Linked DNA regions of Sus scrofa: all the other regions are linked to region 3. A link is a contact called in public HiChIP or PLAC-seq data. All regions are on one chromosome and are shown on one strand. The core of a region is the stretch at or near the end of the contact, and the rest is flanking DNA. Distances in the headings are between cores, read along the strand shown. Region 1 overlaps LOC106507659 (a long non-coding RNA gene). Region 2 holds the start of NFIA (nuclear factor 1 A-type). Region 3 overlaps NFIA (nuclear factor 1 A-type). Region 4 has its middle 74 kb from the start of TM2D1. Region 5 overlaps LOC110261418 (a long non-coding RNA gene).

Evidence for each region. HiChIP or PLAC-seq counts read pairs in DNA pulled down with a chosen protein or histone mark.
Region 1: a contact with region 3 is called in an H3K27ac HiChIP or PLAC-seq map of skeletal muscle, with 9 times the contacts expected there. The contact joins two enhancer-like sites. A contact is called at or near these places in 18 of 47 Hi-C or Micro-C datasets (alveolar macrophages, brain, embryonic fibroblasts and 9 more) and 2 of 2 datasets of contacts at active chromatin or transcription factors (alveolar macrophages and skeletal muscle).
Region 2: an H3K27ac HiChIP or PLAC-seq map of skeletal muscle shows a contact between it and region 3, with 5 times the contacts expected there. The contact joins the promoter of NFIA here to the enhancer-like site in region 3. A contact is called at or near these places in 3 of 5 promoter capture datasets (fetal liver, fetal skeletal muscle and liver), 11 of 47 Hi-C or Micro-C datasets (embryonic fibroblasts, fetal skeletal muscle, fibroblasts and 6 more) and 2 of 2 datasets of contacts at active chromatin or transcription factors (alveolar macrophages and skeletal muscle).
Region 4: an H3K27ac HiChIP or PLAC-seq map of skeletal muscle shows a contact between it and region 3, with 11 times the contacts expected there. The contact joins two enhancer-like sites. A contact is called at or near these places in 11 of 47 Hi-C or Micro-C datasets (brain, embryonic fibroblasts, fetal heart ventricle and 6 more) and 1 of 2 datasets of contacts at active chromatin or transcription factors (skeletal muscle).
Region 5: an H3K27ac HiChIP or PLAC-seq map of alveolar macrophages shows a contact between it and region 3. The contact joins two enhancer-like sites. A contact is called at or near these places in 5 of 47 Hi-C or Micro-C datasets (embryonic fibroblasts, heart right ventricle, skeletal muscle and 1 more) and 1 of 2 datasets of contacts at active chromatin or transcription factors (alveolar macrophages).

What each region holds. Positions count from the first base shown.
Region 1 is chr6:151,250,561-151,253,704 of Sscrofa11.1, reverse strand. It overlaps LOC106507659 (a long non-coding RNA gene), which reads right to left. Exons shown (of 2, transcript XR_002345466.1): 2 at 2,299-3,031. Among named protein-coding and RNA genes, the nearest start is that of NFIA, 22 kb to the right of the region's middle. Within about 2 kb of position 1,759, at least 41 of the 83 cell types and tissues checked have an H3K27ac peak or open chromatin away from gene starts, as enhancers often do. A contact at or near this core is called in brain, liver, mesenteric adipose tissue and 3 more, where this site is marked.
Region 2 is chr6:151,228,179-151,231,343 of Sscrofa11.1, reverse strand. NFIA (nuclear factor 1 A-type) reads left to right here and starts at 1,571. Exons shown (of 11, transcript XM_021097780.1): 1 at 1,571-1,991. The coding sequence starts at 1,902.
Region 3 is chr6:150,962,270-150,965,089 of Sscrofa11.1, reverse strand. All of the region lies in intron 4 of NFIA (nuclear factor 1 A-type), which reads left to right. Among named protein-coding and RNA genes, the nearest start is that of NFIA, 270 kb to the left of the region's middle. Within about 2 kb of position 1,384, at least 48 of the 83 cell types and tissues checked have an H3K27ac peak or open chromatin away from gene starts, as enhancers often do. A contact at or near this core is called in alveolar macrophages, brain, embryonic fibroblasts and 7 more, where this site is marked.
Region 4 is chr6:150,687,750-150,690,578 of Sscrofa11.1, reverse strand. No RefSeq gene overlaps it. Among named protein-coding and RNA genes, the nearest start is that of TM2D1, 74 kb to the right of the region's middle. Within about 2 kb of position 1,383, at least 38 of the 83 cell types and tissues checked have an H3K27ac peak or open chromatin away from gene starts, as enhancers often do. A contact at or near this core is called in brain, embryonic fibroblasts, fetal skeletal muscle and 3 more, where this site is marked.
Region 5 is chr6:151,327,348-151,330,475 of Sscrofa11.1, reverse strand. The region is part of intron 1 of LOC110261418 (a long non-coding RNA gene); the gene reads right to left. Among named protein-coding and RNA genes, the nearest start is that of NFIA, 99 kb to the right of the region's middle. Within about 2 kb of position 1,850, at least 14 of the 83 cell types and tissues checked have an H3K27ac peak or open chromatin away from gene starts, as enhancers often do. A contact at or near this core is called in alveolar macrophages, where this site is marked.

The sequences.
Region 1 (3,144 bases), core at 510-3,009, 290 kb before region 3:
GTTCCTAGTTGGATTCATTTCTGCTGTGCCATAATGGGAATTCTACAAGAGTATTTGTTGTAATGAGATTTGGTGGGTTCCATCATTAAATAAATGTTATTCATATTTATAAAAGTATACAGATCAACTCATTCCTTGGCTTCTCCATTGCACCCCTGCCCACTTCTCCCATGGTCAATATTTCATTAGGAAACACTGTAATACTCTACCATTACTAAAGGTTCTAGACGCCGTCATTTACTACACCTTCAACATGGAGAAACCATCAAGGTGTCCACTTCTCCAGGTGACCTTTCCCAAACTTGTATGTGTGCCCCAAAGCTAGTTGGGAATATGCTCAGTTTTGGTGCAGTAGAAGGTTCGTGGATGTATAGTCGGAAGATCAGGGCTCCTCATGACCTGGCTCCACCACTTCTCTGTAGGACATTAAATGATGCCCTGGGTCTCCCTGAACCGAGCTCTCCTCTTCTGTGAAGGGAGATCTTGAAGTCCTGCTTCACAGACATGATATGAGAATCACATGAGACCTGAGAATCACATGTGAAATTCCTAATATATATAACCAAGCACATAGTAGGTGCTTAATAAATTGATGTCAAAGGTAGATTCTGAAATACAGATCTAGAGCTGCTAAGTTGGAAATTTTCTTTAAAGAAAAAAAAAAAAAGGTACCAGCTATGGCTTGTATCCCCACGTCTTTGTTTTCACATCTTCAATATGGGAAAAACATATGCCATATAAGTGATAAAATTAAATGAGGTAATAGTAAATAGCAATACTAAGTGATGCATAAATATAATATGTTATTATATGTCTATAAGAAGGGGGTTAGCTAGAGAGCAGTTGTCAAAACTTCCACTAACTGGTCCTTCTATCCTAATCAGACACTCACACCTCTTTGACTCTCTCTATCCTCTTCAAAGGCCCTAATCTTCAACAAACAGAAAGAAGCTAGACAAAGTCTTATAAGTTAGATTTCCTAGGTTAAAAGACAGTTTTTCCATATTAGAAATCGATGAAATCTCCCTCTAGAAGGCACCTGCAGTTTCTCATCTACATTATCTCGTTTAATTCTAGAAAAGACCCTGTCAGGCAGGCACCACTATACCTCTTTTAAGGGATGAAGAAACCAAGGATTGGAAAGATCAAGCAACTTGTCCACGGCCACACAGCCACTCTTCTCAGCGAAACAAGCTGCATTTTCTAAGACCAGCCTAGAAGAGGGACTTTGGTCCATGAATCCTCCAACTCCTGTATTTACTACCTCAATTCCTCATTCCCTAAAAGCTCATTCTCAGTGCCCTCAGAACTCTTGCTGCTGCCAGTAGATCCATAACTCTGGAGCTCAGAACTCAGACTCAGGAGCGGGAGATGGCCCTGGAGAAAACAGGGTCCTGCTCCCCTGGGTGGCTTTCCTTGACGGGCTGTCTCCCTTTCTCCCTCCTGCTATCCGAAACTTGCCTGTAGGTGGCGCCCTGATTCGCGGGGAACTTGGAGGGCGAGGACGCGGGTCACCAGCTGCCTCCCCTCAAGGCCAGTTTAAATAGTCCCTTGGCTGCAGCTCAGCACAGGAACCCTGGTAATGTGGTTGTGCCCTTCCCCCGCCCGGTCTCTCTTCCTCTCCCCACTGCCCCTCCCCTCCCCTCTCCCCCACCCCCACCCCCACCCCCCCGTGGCTGGCGCGGTGCAGGAGCTGTCTGCCTGTGCTTCCTCAGAGGTTGGGCTCGGGAGCGGATCTCCAAGCGCTCTAGGCCGAGCTTGGCGCTTCTGGGCGGTGCTTGGACCCCTGAGCCTCGGCCTGCCGACGGCCTCCCCCCACACCCCGCCCCACTCCTTCCCTGCACCCCCTGGTGCTGCAGCTGTAGCGCGGGTGGAGGGATGGAGGGGAGTGTGACCCTTGAATGCTGCGCGGGGCGGAGCAGCTTTAAAAACTTCTGAAAGGCCACGTTCAAAGCCTCCAAGGACCGAACTTGGGCCGGAAGGCGGTTTTCTTGGAGGGGCTTGCAAGGGGGCGGAGGGGGTGCACCTGCAGGGCCGGGAGCGCGCAGCCTGGGAAGAGGGTCCGGGTACCCGCGAGCCCTGAAGCCCCGGCCCCGCACTCGCCACCTAGCCTCGGCCTCCTCCGCCCCAAACCCTAGCCCCCTCGGGGGAGCGCGCAGCCCCTCCCCGGCCTTCGGCTTTCATCCTCCCCGCCGGGCGGCAGCGAGGCGGGATGGGAGCCTCCTAGGGCTGCGCATTCACCGCGGGGTCTTCCTTCCCTCCGGCCCCTCCCCAGGAACCCGAGTTTTCGCAGCAAAGTTGAATTACCGGATTTTAATTCCAATCCGCCCGAGTGGGAGATGGCTGAGGAAGGAGAATGTTTCGCGACAGAGGAAATATTCCCAATTTACCTCTTACCCCCATAAAAAGCCCTGGGGAGGGTGAGAAGGAAGGGAAAGCGGGAGGGGCCCGCGCTGGAGGAGAGGGGGCGAGAGTGGCACAGTGGCGGATAGGACGGTGGCACGGGCGGCGTCTGGAGTCGCCGCCGTCGTCGCTGTGCTCTCGGGTTGTGCCATCTGGGGTTAGATGGGGAGGGGCCGCCGCGAGCCAGGCCCGCTCTTCTCGTCCTGGGAGCGGATGCCGTCTCTCGCGGGGCCGAAAGCGAAGGGCCAAAGGGGTTTTCATTAGTACCGAATTATGAGGATCATCAGGCTCCAAAGTCCTTCCTATGGAGGCTCTTGAATGAATTAGGTAAATGATTTGCTCCACTGGTAGTTTCGGAAGAAGACACTTTTCTCAGAACTTCTGAAATGGAGCGCTTTACCCTGGGACCAAATGCCGGCAGGGCTCCTTTCAGGACGGTTTCCACTCCTTCGGTCTCGCTGGGTGCGAATCACTGAGTCGGTTAGTGGGGACACGTGGGAGAGGTAGATGTGAACTCGAACAAAGCGGTGTGACTTAGTTAAGGAAGAAAATGAGCTACTGAAAATAGAGGAGTTTAAAAATAAACTACATAAAGTTGATTATTTTGCTTGAAGTCCGTTTCCTTGATCTGAGAAAGTAAAATAAGTGAGAGTTGGGTTTTACTTTTTTTTCCAATTAGTTGTTTATTACATTTTCTCAAAGGCCTTGAAAGAATCATTATAGTAAGTTTTTAAGGACAAA
Region 2 (3,165 bases), core at 322-2,821, 270 kb before region 3:
GCCGAGCTCCAGCTGAACTAGGCCTAGAACTTTTTTGGTTACTTAAAAAATTTATTTTTCCTTTTTCCTTAAGCCACTACATTTCATCAAGTGTATTTCTAGGGCAAAAGTATCATACCATGCCAAGTGGAAATGTATGTTCAGTGGAGGAGGCCAGGATTAAAATGCCACAGAGTTTCTAGAGCCAGACAATATCCGAATCTATCGGAGGCAGACCAGAACAGCAAATGTTGCCTAACACCAAGGGCAGTCACAATATAGTACCTCCTAGTAATGCTGCATCAGTTACCTGGTTGTAAAGTGCAAGCCTAAAGCCAAAAATGTGGTTCAAAATAGAATAGGAGGATTCTCTAACTTCTGATTTAACTGCTCGAGGTTCTGTTATCAATTAATTAGGTAACTTCACCAAGGACAGTTAAGAAAATCAGGCAACCGCCAAGTTGCTTCCTATTCCTCTTGACTTCTTACTGGATAATTTTTATCAAGTGAGCTTAAGCACACATTTTCCAGTCACTCAGTTATTCAGCAAAATGTCCTAAGCTACTTAACTGATGCAAAGCAAACACATTAAAAAAAAAAAAAAGGCAATACCTGGTTGTGATGCTTTCCATTTAAAGGGATACTTCCCTTGCACCACCACTGCACCAATGCCTAGTCTGTTGCATAAAACAAACACATAAAAGGTTGACACTGAAATATCCTGATCACCTGATCTTAAAGAGTCTGGATTAATCATATAAGACGAATCAGTGAAATGAAGGATTTGATGTTTCAGCAACTGGGTTTTAACCCCCTACCTCCTTTAAATGTTGAAACAGGTCTCCTTTGGGGGGGATGGGAGGTGGAGAAGTGCATTAAATTTTGTGGAACCCAGGTTTTGTAAGGATATTGACCAATTAAACGCTTGCAATTACATTCGAATTTCACTGCATCTCCTGCTTTAAAGGAACAGCTTTATTCTTGAGGGAGCCCACCTAACCATTTTTATGTTCAGCCATCTGCAGAGAGTAGTGGCAATGCTTTTTCCTTTCTGAAGCTAGAGTAGAAGCTTTATTTCACTGCAAGTTCTCGGTGACATTTTGCACTCTCTTGATTTAATGATCCAAAGAGGATCTTTAACTCTTGGTCTACACCAGTGCAAATAAAGGTTAAATCTCTCACTAACCATCATGAACTAACCTAATAACTCACCAGAGGCTATGGAAAAAGAAACCGAGAAAGCAGGTGTGCAGACTTGATTAAAACGTGCAAAACCCGCACAACCGCAGGCAAAGGTATCATAGCCTCACATCTCCCTAGTACCGGCTGCGAGGTCCGCAAGCAGGGGAACTCCTACTGCGCCAAAAACACGGTCCTGTGAGCGGGGCCTAGTAACACAGGGGCTTTTCTTCCAAACGGTGTCCCGACCCGAGCTTGCGCTGAATGTCGGGGCTCCTATTGGCCACACGCCGTGGGGGAGGAGGAGACTGGCGGGGAGAGAGACGGGGGGAGGGAGCGGGGGCAAGGCCTTTCCCTGCCCCCTCCGGGCCCCCTCTGCAGGCAGCCCCGGCGCCCCGTGCGTGGTTACTATGCAAATTGCAGCGATTGCGGAAATAAACAAGCGGGTAGTGAGAGGAGAGAGGGACTGCGAACCGATTGCAACTTCGGCAAAGTCTCGTAGAATCCAAAGCACACAAGGCAAAACCAGAGAGAATCTGAGAACCAGCCAGCCCGGGTTGGATCGCTTTCAAAAGAGGAGAGACAGTGAGAGAGGCAGAGAGCGCGCATTGCAATTGCAGAAGCCTCCTGATTTGGAGAAAAAAAAAAAAAAAATCTCCAAGAAGCCTGCAATTGGCCAACAGCTTAAAAAAAAATCTCTTCCGGGTTTTCAACGGTTCCAAGTTTATTAAGATATCTTTTTAATGCAAAAAAAAAAAAAAAGGGGGACAACAAATGAAGCAATTCGTCTGAACATTTTAAAGTTTCTCACGTACTCTTTTTACATTGCAATGGTACGTGGTACATCTTAAACTTTCTATTTTGCGTTTATACGATATGCGTTTTATAAACAACAATAATGGTAGAATGGTTTTGTTAATGGCTAAGACTTAAAATTTTCTCTAGCTTGCATATGCACTGACGTGATTGCTGGGTAAATGTCTATTGTGATGGTTTTGTTTTAAAGATGTAGCTTTGTGGATGGCTTTTATTTATTTATTTTGCTATGTGCATTAGGGACTGGGTTTCCTTTTTTTTTTCTTCCTGAGATTTGAAAAAAATTGCTGAGCTTGACAGATTTTTTTTTCTCCTCCAAGTGCTTGCTCGGTTCCAGAAAGGGGAGGGGGGGGAATCCTGTACGTGCTCGGTTCTGTAAAAAGACGTCTGGCCTCAGCAGTCAACCTAACCCGAAAAGAAATGTCTGGACCGGAGAGTAATTGACGATTCGATCCTCTAATCAATGGGACAACCTGGGAGATTGACTAGAGCTTTATCCAATCATGAGGAAGCTTGGGTGTACACTGGCTCGCAGTAGCCAGAGGGGGCGGGGCAGACAAGATCTGAAGTTCTCTGCGGCTCTGAAGGGGATGGTGTGGTTCAAGCTGTCAAAGCTACAGGCTCTTCCGGATTTAGCAAGCATAATAGGAAAGAGTTTTCGAGTTTCAGAAAAGAAAACCTAATTGGTGTAGTTTTGTTTTGTTTGCGTAAATCGTATGCCTTCTTCCATTGCCTTTTGGGAAAAGTTTTTTATTTTTTTTAAATTCTTCTACAGAAATGTTTAACTTTGCATGAATTATTATTTGTAAGTTCAGGAATGTTGTTAAGGGTTGTGGAAGGTGAGATTCAGCTTTTAAAAGTATGTGGCTTAAAAACTATGGGACCGTAGTGAGCTTTCGGAAGTGATATATTGCATACTTAGCATTGCAAAACTTCTTACTCTGATTATCTTAAAAGCTTTGGCTTTTCAGGTACTTTGAAGGAATAGACAAGCCTCTCTTCTTGAACTCTAAACAACAGTTTTAAGGGAGAGAGAATGTTTCACAGGTGTACTGACAGCTGTTTTGTACATTTGAAAGGAAAAGGGGGAGAAAGAGGATGTTTTTCTTGATTTTCCTTGAATTTTGCTGCTTAGACATATGGTCAGTAGGGACCTGGATATTGAGACTGGCCAAGTTCACATTTCTTCTT
Region 3 (2,820 bases), core at 135-2,634:
GGCCTGACATTAAATGATCCTGCTCGGATGCGCGGGGGCTGTGGGAAATCAGGGGCTCCTGCTGCCGGCTCCCACCACTTGTTCCCCTCTCACCCTTGCCTCCTGCCTAGCCACCTTTTAATTTTTTGCATCATCCAGAGTCGATGAAAGGCAAGAAAGGAGAGTTCTGTTTCACTTAGCAGCAAAGAGAATACTGTACAGCATAAAAGCAAACATATTCATTCTCCTCCTACCTTTTCCCGCATGTGCTAGGACCATCTGAAAATAGTTCTGGTTATTTATCACTTTGTGCCGGGGGAGGCAGGGCGAAATGCAGACCACGAGACACCGCGCCAGAGAGAAAGAGAGACGTCTCTGCTCTGGGGGAGGGGGTTTACAAGTGCTAACAATGAAGTTCAGAATCGCTAAAGTTGTTTTAGCATAATACTCTGGGGAAAGAGACAGGAACCATCTGTTGAAATGGCTCTTACATGATGCTGCATTTTCAAACAAAGCCTTCTAGAAGCATTTTCAGATGGGTCTCTTTCCTATGAAGTTGCTGCAAAGAGAGCCCACTCTACTGGCTGCTACATGACGCCGCTTAGCTAGCTCTCTGTCAGCCCCCACGCTTGTTTATTTTGTACCAGTGTTTTCCTCGGAGTGTGTGCTTTGAGGCTGTCAAATATCCTTCCTGGGAGAAACCCAGAAAATCCTTCTGAAAAAAATCCAGTACTTCTGCCCATTTCCTTCTAAAGTGCTGACTCTTTGACTTGAAGTTGGTGGAGTGACTCCGAAACCTTAAATACTTCACTGGGAAAGAGGAAAACCGCAAATACACACAGGCCATTGTGACTCTGGCCTGGCGGGTTCTAATTTTCTGGCAGTGGTTTGTACCCCCAAGTCGGCTGCAAGGGTTAAGTAAACTTCGTGGCTGGGGATGACTTCATGGCCCTGGAATTTTGAAAAGCCAGGGTTCTCAGTACGCTGTGGCCAGCCTTAGAGTCTTTGGGTGTGAAAAGCACTCTCAGTTACCCAGACTGATTTTGGGTTCCTGTTGCAGTGCTGCAGAATCTATTAAAATCCAGCAGCTGAATTGTCCTGGCTCTGCCACAAAGCTAAGCTGCTGGGTGGCTACAGGATTCCCGAGCTGTTTGTCAATGGAGAGTGGGAGTGAATGGAGCCAGGCGTATGCCTCAGCCTGGCATGAGGTGGCACCCTAGTGGCTGTTTTCTGCCTTAGAAACGTGCGCTCTGTGTTCTCACACGGGAATCCCAAGATCTCAATCGTAGTTCATTTTTAAAGTTTTCTTTTAAGGCTCTAGGTCCTTTGCGTGTCTTTGGGGACACATTTCCACACCCTAGGGTTTTCTGGCCACCAGTTTAGCAGGGGCTGTTGGCAATATTCTAACCTGCCTGGATGGAGCTTCTACAACAGTTAACTCGGCTCCAAGGTACAATAAGGAAATGAAGCCCTTTGACAGAACAAGCCCAAACTTGAAAATTACAAAATGTTCTTGCAAAGACGGACTCAAAGGAAATTGGTGTAGGATAAGAGATTCTGGATGTCCCAGTCCTTTGGGATGCCATTTAAAGATGTGCAGGATTTTAGGTCTTTGCTAAAGTAGAGCAGATTTGAAACTTTCTTTTCTAAACAAGTGGCCCATTGGTTCACCTCTGATCATGGCCTGGAAATTATTTTTTAAACTAAGGCTGTATTCTTATGCAACCTCTTCTTTCTAAAAGAAACCACTTGGGCTTGAGCATTAAAGGAAGAAACAAAAAGATTATAATAAAAAATAGACTGCAGCCCTAGCATGAACAGTGGCTGTGACCTTGCCTTTTGTTTGCCATTACACAATTCAATGGCAGTCCACTCCAACTATGCTCTCGATCAATATCCTATTAAAGCAGCACAAAAAGTCTCCATAAACTTAGTGGTTAGCTATGTTTATAAATGGAACTCGGCATAATTAGATGGTCAATAGCAGGCTCTACTAGTAATTTTAAAATGAGCATCACACATTTTCTATCTGTAGAAGTCAATGGCACCTATTCCAGAGTAAGGCTTTGGTGTGAAGCAGACAAAAGAGTAGGAATCTCTTTTAAAAATCATAATGCCGATCTCTAAAATGCAGTTTTTCCAGAAAATCTGTTAGTTTATGGAATAGAAAATACTGACGGGCCCTATATATTTTTTCATTTTGCCTAAGCCACCTTATTCTAAATATATGATGACATTGCAAGTGTTTTTATTTTCTAGTTTTAATCAACCCCTCATAGATAAAATAATAAATATTGCCATACTCGTAGGAAGAAAAATATCAGTCTGGCCAGCTTAATTTAGTGGGTTTCCTCTACTATAATTCAATAAATTTTCAAAATAAATACTGAAATTGAATTAGTTCAGAAGGATGTTTTGTTATATAATTTTCTTCTTTTAATTTTCTTTGACATATTTGGGGTGAATATTTGGACAGCAAAGCTGGCAACAAATAGAATGAACTGGCAGTGATAGAAATTTTTGTCAAATGACTCCCTTCTGAATCCCAGCTCACAGTATGTGTGGCCAAACATGGGTTTTTTTTTTTTTTTTCTTTTTTATTTGTCCTACTCTCCTCACCCACTAGAGAAAGAATCACATAAAGTAAAAGGTGTCCCTCCCTTTCCTACGAATTGAAATGTGCATATATACCGTGTTTGGCGTATGTCCTGGCAGTGGTATGACCACCGTGTCGGCTAAAATTAGAGCCACAGTAAGCACAAGCTTCACATTAGCAGACCCATCAGTCAGTGCTAAATGCATGAAGTCCCATCCTTTATTTTTTTAATTTATAGTTGGTTT
Region 4 (2,829 bases), core at 134-2,633, 270 kb after region 3:
TCCATTCAAAGTCTGGCCATCACTACCCATCTAGTCCAAGCGTTCTGCTCTCCTTTGACCAAGTAGAGAACTCTCATTTGCATGGGCCCCAACCCACAACATCCCCATACTGTGACTGTTGCCTGGAGATGGCTCACATTTATCTGTTGAGATGAGTGGTCCTCTTTCTCACAACCCAGCTAAGGCCACTGGACCCAGTTTTCCAAGGTGCCTAGAAAGATGAGGCTGTGGCCCAAGGTAATGCTTATGTGGGCTGGAGGATACAGAGAATAGAATGGCTGCGACCTCTAGACTCTGTCTGGCTACTGGTACAGCCCCTCCTAAACAACAAACAGACTTAGTGAGTGACCACGCCACCAAAAAAGTGTGTGTGGGGGGGGGGGAAAAAAGCGTGTTTGTGTGTGTGTGTGTGAGCGAGAGAGAGATCTTTAAATTTTAATAGCTATTCAGACAGTCCTTAGAGAGAGAATTGGCAGCTTTGGCCTAGAGGCTGCCCCCCACCTGTCTCCAGGCACTGCAAACACAGCTGTGTAAGAAGGAGACAGTCAAAGCTTCCAAGGAGGAAAAAAAACACAACACCACGGTGCAGTGTGGGGTGGGGGGGTAGGGGGTGCAAACAATGGGAGGGCCTTTCTCACAAACCCACTTGGGACAGAGCCGGTCTAGCAACTGCAGAAATTAGCAAGGAGGACGCGGGCAGGTTTACAAACAAAAACAAAAACCACCCCTCCAGCCTAAAGTAAAATCCTTCAAGACCCAACTCAAGGGCCACTTTAAACCCATTTTTAAAGGAGGAGACGGAGCGCACAGCTCAAGCTGAGGGGGGAACAAGGTAGCCTGCTTTTCTGGCAGGGTTCGCCTTCAGGTGTTGTCCTCGCATCGAGGTGAAATGCAAAGACGATTGATGCTCTGTCAGAGAACTCAGAGCGCCTTACGCGAAACGCAGGACGCCCTGGGAAGGTGCCTAGAAACTTCTTTATCTGGCTTTTTTTCCAGACTGAAAAGCGCAGGCATTTTTCAAGTTCAACTCTTTAGAAAAGTCAGGAGAAGCAAGATTTCAACAGATGTTAGCGGTTCTGCAGTGGTCAGGGGGGGCTGCCCCTCCGTGAAAAAAAAAGGGGGGAAATGAGAAGAGGGAGGGAAACAGGTCGTCGTAGAAGAAAACCCAAGCAAGGCGGTATTTTCGGTATCATTTTAATCACAAAATAGCACGAATGCGGTCTGTGCCTGCGTGCTACCCAAACGTCGATCTGAATACCACTGAACGCTGGTTTGAAAATTTCCATTTTTGTAATTTGCTTTCCTTTGTTAAGCCAAGACTTGAGAGGAACCTGGCAGCCGTCTCCTAGTCTGGCACGATTTCCCCTCCGACGCACTGGGTTGGTGGGGACGTGGAGGGAGGCCTCCCGAGAGAGGAGAGGGAAGGCGGGTTGAGAAGCGTCGGCGGGGCCGCAGCCTCTCAGCCAGGGGGTTTGGCTCCACCTACAGGAAGCAGAAGGTACTTCAAGCCGATCCCTCTTCTGCCGCGGAAACCGGGTGGGATGGGGGTGGGGTTGGGGGACAACTGCTGGTGAATTTCCCGGCCAATCAGAATGCGGCGTGTAAGGAGCTGGCGGTCAGGACTCGGCAGGTAGAGATCTGCATCACCAGATCCAGAGCAGCATATCGGATGCAGCGCCGGGATTCGTATTTGGAGGAGAAAAGACTTCAGGCCTCCTCTTATAACCTACGAATTGATTTCACTAGTTAAATATAAGCCCTATTTGGGCTATTTCTGATCCCAGTTCAGGGCCAGCACAGAGTCACTGTGCCCAACTGCTGGATGAATGAACAAACAAATGAATCCAACACACAGGATAATACACTCAATTAAGCAAGAGACCTAATGTGATAAAAACAAATGCGCCCCCCACCCCCCACCCAGGAATAAATGTGAGTAATCAGACATTTTGTTAAGGGCTAGTAATTGCTACAAAAATCCTGCACCATCTTAGACTAGTCCAGTGGTCCATTTGCAATGTGGGTAGCACTAATTAAGAACCACTCATCTGGAGTTCCCCTTGTGGCTCATCAGGTTAAGAAGTCCATTAGTATCCATGAGGAGGCGGGTTTGATCCCTGGCCTCACTCAGTAGGTTAAGGATCCCACCTTGCCATAAAGCTGTGGTGTATAGGCTGGGAGCTTCCATATGCCAGAAGTGCAGCCCTACAAAAACCCAAAAAAAACCAAACAAAAACACTCATTACATCTGATGCCCTTAATTTGCGGATGAGTAAGCTGAGGCTTGGCGAGGTTCCCCTCCTCAATCCTCCTCCCCCCGCAACTCCCCTCCCGCCCCAACAAGTTTGTTGGTGGTAGTACTGCTTTGGGGCTAAATTTTCGTGACCTTCTCTCTGACGTTTGTTTACAAAAGCCAGAGAATTGTTCTGCGGGACTGCGGCTTGACCAGCACAGATACGCTTAGCTGATTGGCTCTCTCTGGCGGAAGCTGACTACCCCACCTACCTGTGGTCCCGTCCCTGAGTTTCAGTCCCAGCCCCTGCTAGGGGCTAAGGCAGCTGCTCCTGCTGCTTTACTCCAAAAATCAAATGCCGCCTGGGGTTGGTGCCAACCGGTTGCTAAACTTATGGATTCATTTTATTTAAGCCTAAAAGGCAGTCTTTGAACTTGTGGGTTTGTAGGCTACAAACAAGCAGGTGCTATGTTTTAGCAACACAGGTCTTATATCTAGCACATCTACTTATCAGAAGTGTTAATAAGAAGTTATTGAATGTCCCAGTGATTGTTACAGATGAGGATATTTACCAACTGAAAAAGAATTTTTGCTGT
Region 5 (3,128 bases), core at 601-3,100, 360 kb before region 3:
CGTTAGGCCTTCGAGTGGGAGCCCAGCCATGCTTCTATATTTAAAAAAAAAAAAAAAATGTTATTTTATCATCCATGATTTTTCTTTTATATTACAGTTAGAACACTATTTTTTTTAATTGATTGGATGTAGGTTATACTATGGGTGATTTCATCATATGTTGGCAAAAGGGGAGTTCAAAATATTTGTCACATAAAGTGGCTTTAGGTATGAAAGCTTTGAGAACCACAGGCTTAGAGGCATAAGGTTACCAAATGCTTCAGCTGGAAGGAATTTAGGGGATATTCTTCTTCAATGACCAATAAGGAAATTAAGGCTGAAATTGATTATAAATCTTGCCTAAATTTACCCAGCAGTTATTGGCAATGCCAGGCCTTGAACCTATGCTAATTCCCAGGACTATATAAAGTAACTAACACCTTCCTTCTTTCCTTCTTCTTTTCCTTTCTTCCTTTCCTGCCTTCCTGCCTTCCTACTTTCCTTCTAACAAACACAGCTGAACTCTGTGTGCCAGGCTTCAAGGTGGGTCATGATGATTCAGAGATGACTAAGACACATTACCTGCCCTTAAGGAGACCACAGACTGGCCAGCATACAGGAGAGAACCCAAATATGGTGCAACATGCTTTAGAGTAGACTTCTGTTCAAAACATTGCAAGGGGCAAATGACTTCCTCGGGGAATTGAGGGCTTCCCAGCAAAGGTGGATTTGAGCGTTGAGGGGGGAGAAAGGCTTTACTCTGCAGAGACAAGATAGCTTTCATTCTAAGCAGTTGCACAGCATGAACAAAGACACAACGACCAAAATGAGGTCATTTGTTGTGAGATATATATATATACATATACGTATATCTATTATACGTGATCAGTTATATATATATTACATATATATCAAATATGTAATGGAATACTACTCAGCCATGAAAAGAGTGAGATAATGCCATCTGTAGTAGCATGGATGGACCTAGAGATTATCATACTAAGTGAAATAAGACAAAGAAAGACAAATACCATGTGATATCACTTATACGTAAAATCTAAAATATGATACATGTGAACTTATTTACAAAACAGAAACCAACTCACAGACAGAAAACAAACTCACAGACAGAAATCAAATTTATGGTTCCCAAAAAGGAAGAGGGGATGGAGGGTGTGTATATCCAGATTCATATATATATGAATCTCTCTCACACATACACACACATAACTGAATCACTTTGCTGTACACCAGAAACTAGCACAACATTATAAGTCAACAATAGTTCAGTTAAAAAAAAAAAAAAACCATCTATAATCAGGTATTGACTGTCCCCTTCCCTTTCCAGAAGCACAAGATTGTTCATTATCCTGCCAAACATAGCCGAGCAGAGACAAGCAGAGAGCAGGGCTGGCTCAGAGGACTCGAGACTCCTCGAGGTCGCTGGGGAGAGAGGAAACGTAGGGGGAGGTCTCCGCACCGCTTGGTGGGTAACCAGGGCCTGGTGAGCGTCAGGAGTTCTGTGGGCACTGGCCTGAGTGCAAGCTAAGAAAAGAGCTCGCTGATTGCCGAGGTGATTAAGAGGTCACCTTATTGATTCTCACCTAGCTGGGAACGGACCTCAATAACCAACATCAAGTGCTTTAATAAGAGCAAAGGAAAGATTTACTGGATGCGAGTGCTTTTCATTAGAGAGGACCGAGGGGAAATAAAACATGCTGACCCACCAGCGAGGGGCCATGGCATGGCTCCCAGCCTGGTGACTGCCAACCAGACAGGAAAGCAAGAGGAAGTCAAATGAGACAGCCCCTGGGCTCGTGCTTATCAGAAGTGTTAGAAAAGAATTTCCCCAGATTGCCAGATTGCCTGCTTCCTCTCTTCTCTTCCTCTCTGCACTGCGAACCCTGCCACCCGGGCAGCTGGGACAAGGCGGCTGCCACTTACAGAGTCCCAAACTAGGCACCGGCTCAGCCCCTTGTGTGCACTATTTGTAGTCCTCGCCTCAACTCAACAAGGGATGTGTAATTTTCTCCATATTATAAGGGAGGCAACTAAAACTAATGAAGTGACTCAAATGATGGGGCTAGGGTTAGAACCCGGTCTCTCTGGCACCAAAGCCCACGCTTAAATTTTTCTCTTGGAAATAGGGTTTGTCAGGAATCTACTTTCCTCTCAAGGTTTTGAGCTGAATCCACTCTACTCCATATAAACTGACCAAATTTTAATTTTTATTGAGCAATTCTGTATGTCAGATACCAATAAAATATTACACCCTTTGGTCTTTACAACCAGCTTGGGGGTTGCCCTACTGTTATTATCCCCATTATAGAGAAGGGTTAACTGAGGCTGGGCGAGTTCCCAGTTAGCATGTAGCAAAGTGAGACCTTGAGCACAACATTCTCAGATTCCAGATCCCAAGCTCTGACATCCCAGATGTTCCCTGAAGAAAGAATAAATGAAAGTTATAGATGAACAACCTAAGTTGACCTAGAAAAAACTCAAGGAATGTATCCATCTGTTCAAATACTCAACAAATATTTACTGAGCTCTTACTTATCTCAAGCATTTTTCTAAGCCAAGAGATACAGAAATAATCATGGGAATAACATTCTTGAGTGGGGGGCAGCTTACTATAAATGGGGAACAAATAAGATAAACAAGAAAAGTCCTGAGAGAGGTGAGGACAAGAGAGAAAATAAAATAGGGCATGGTGGATGGGTCTTACCACCATTGGGTGGTCAGATAGGTGTCATCCGAGAAAGTGGTTTATAAGTTTAGGCTTCAGTGCCAAGAAAGTTCTAACCATGCAAAAGTCTAGTTGAAAAGGATTCCAAGCAGGTGAAATAATGCAGAGACCATAAAACAGAAGGGAACTTGGCACGTCCATGGAAGAGGGGGAGGGGGGTTGGACAAGAGATTGTCTGATGGGAGGAGTAGCTGGGCCTCCTCAGGGCTGCCAGGCCATCATAGGAACTGGATTTTATTCTAAGAAGGAGCAGGAGATATGGAAGGGTGTTAAGTGTTTAAAATTATTTGCGTCTTCTAAAAAATAAAAATAAAGTTTAAATTAACAAATTTTTTAAAAAAGAGTAGACTACAGATATTCCTTTGGATGAACATGAGAAACAACCTGGAGTAGGTTATAGTGG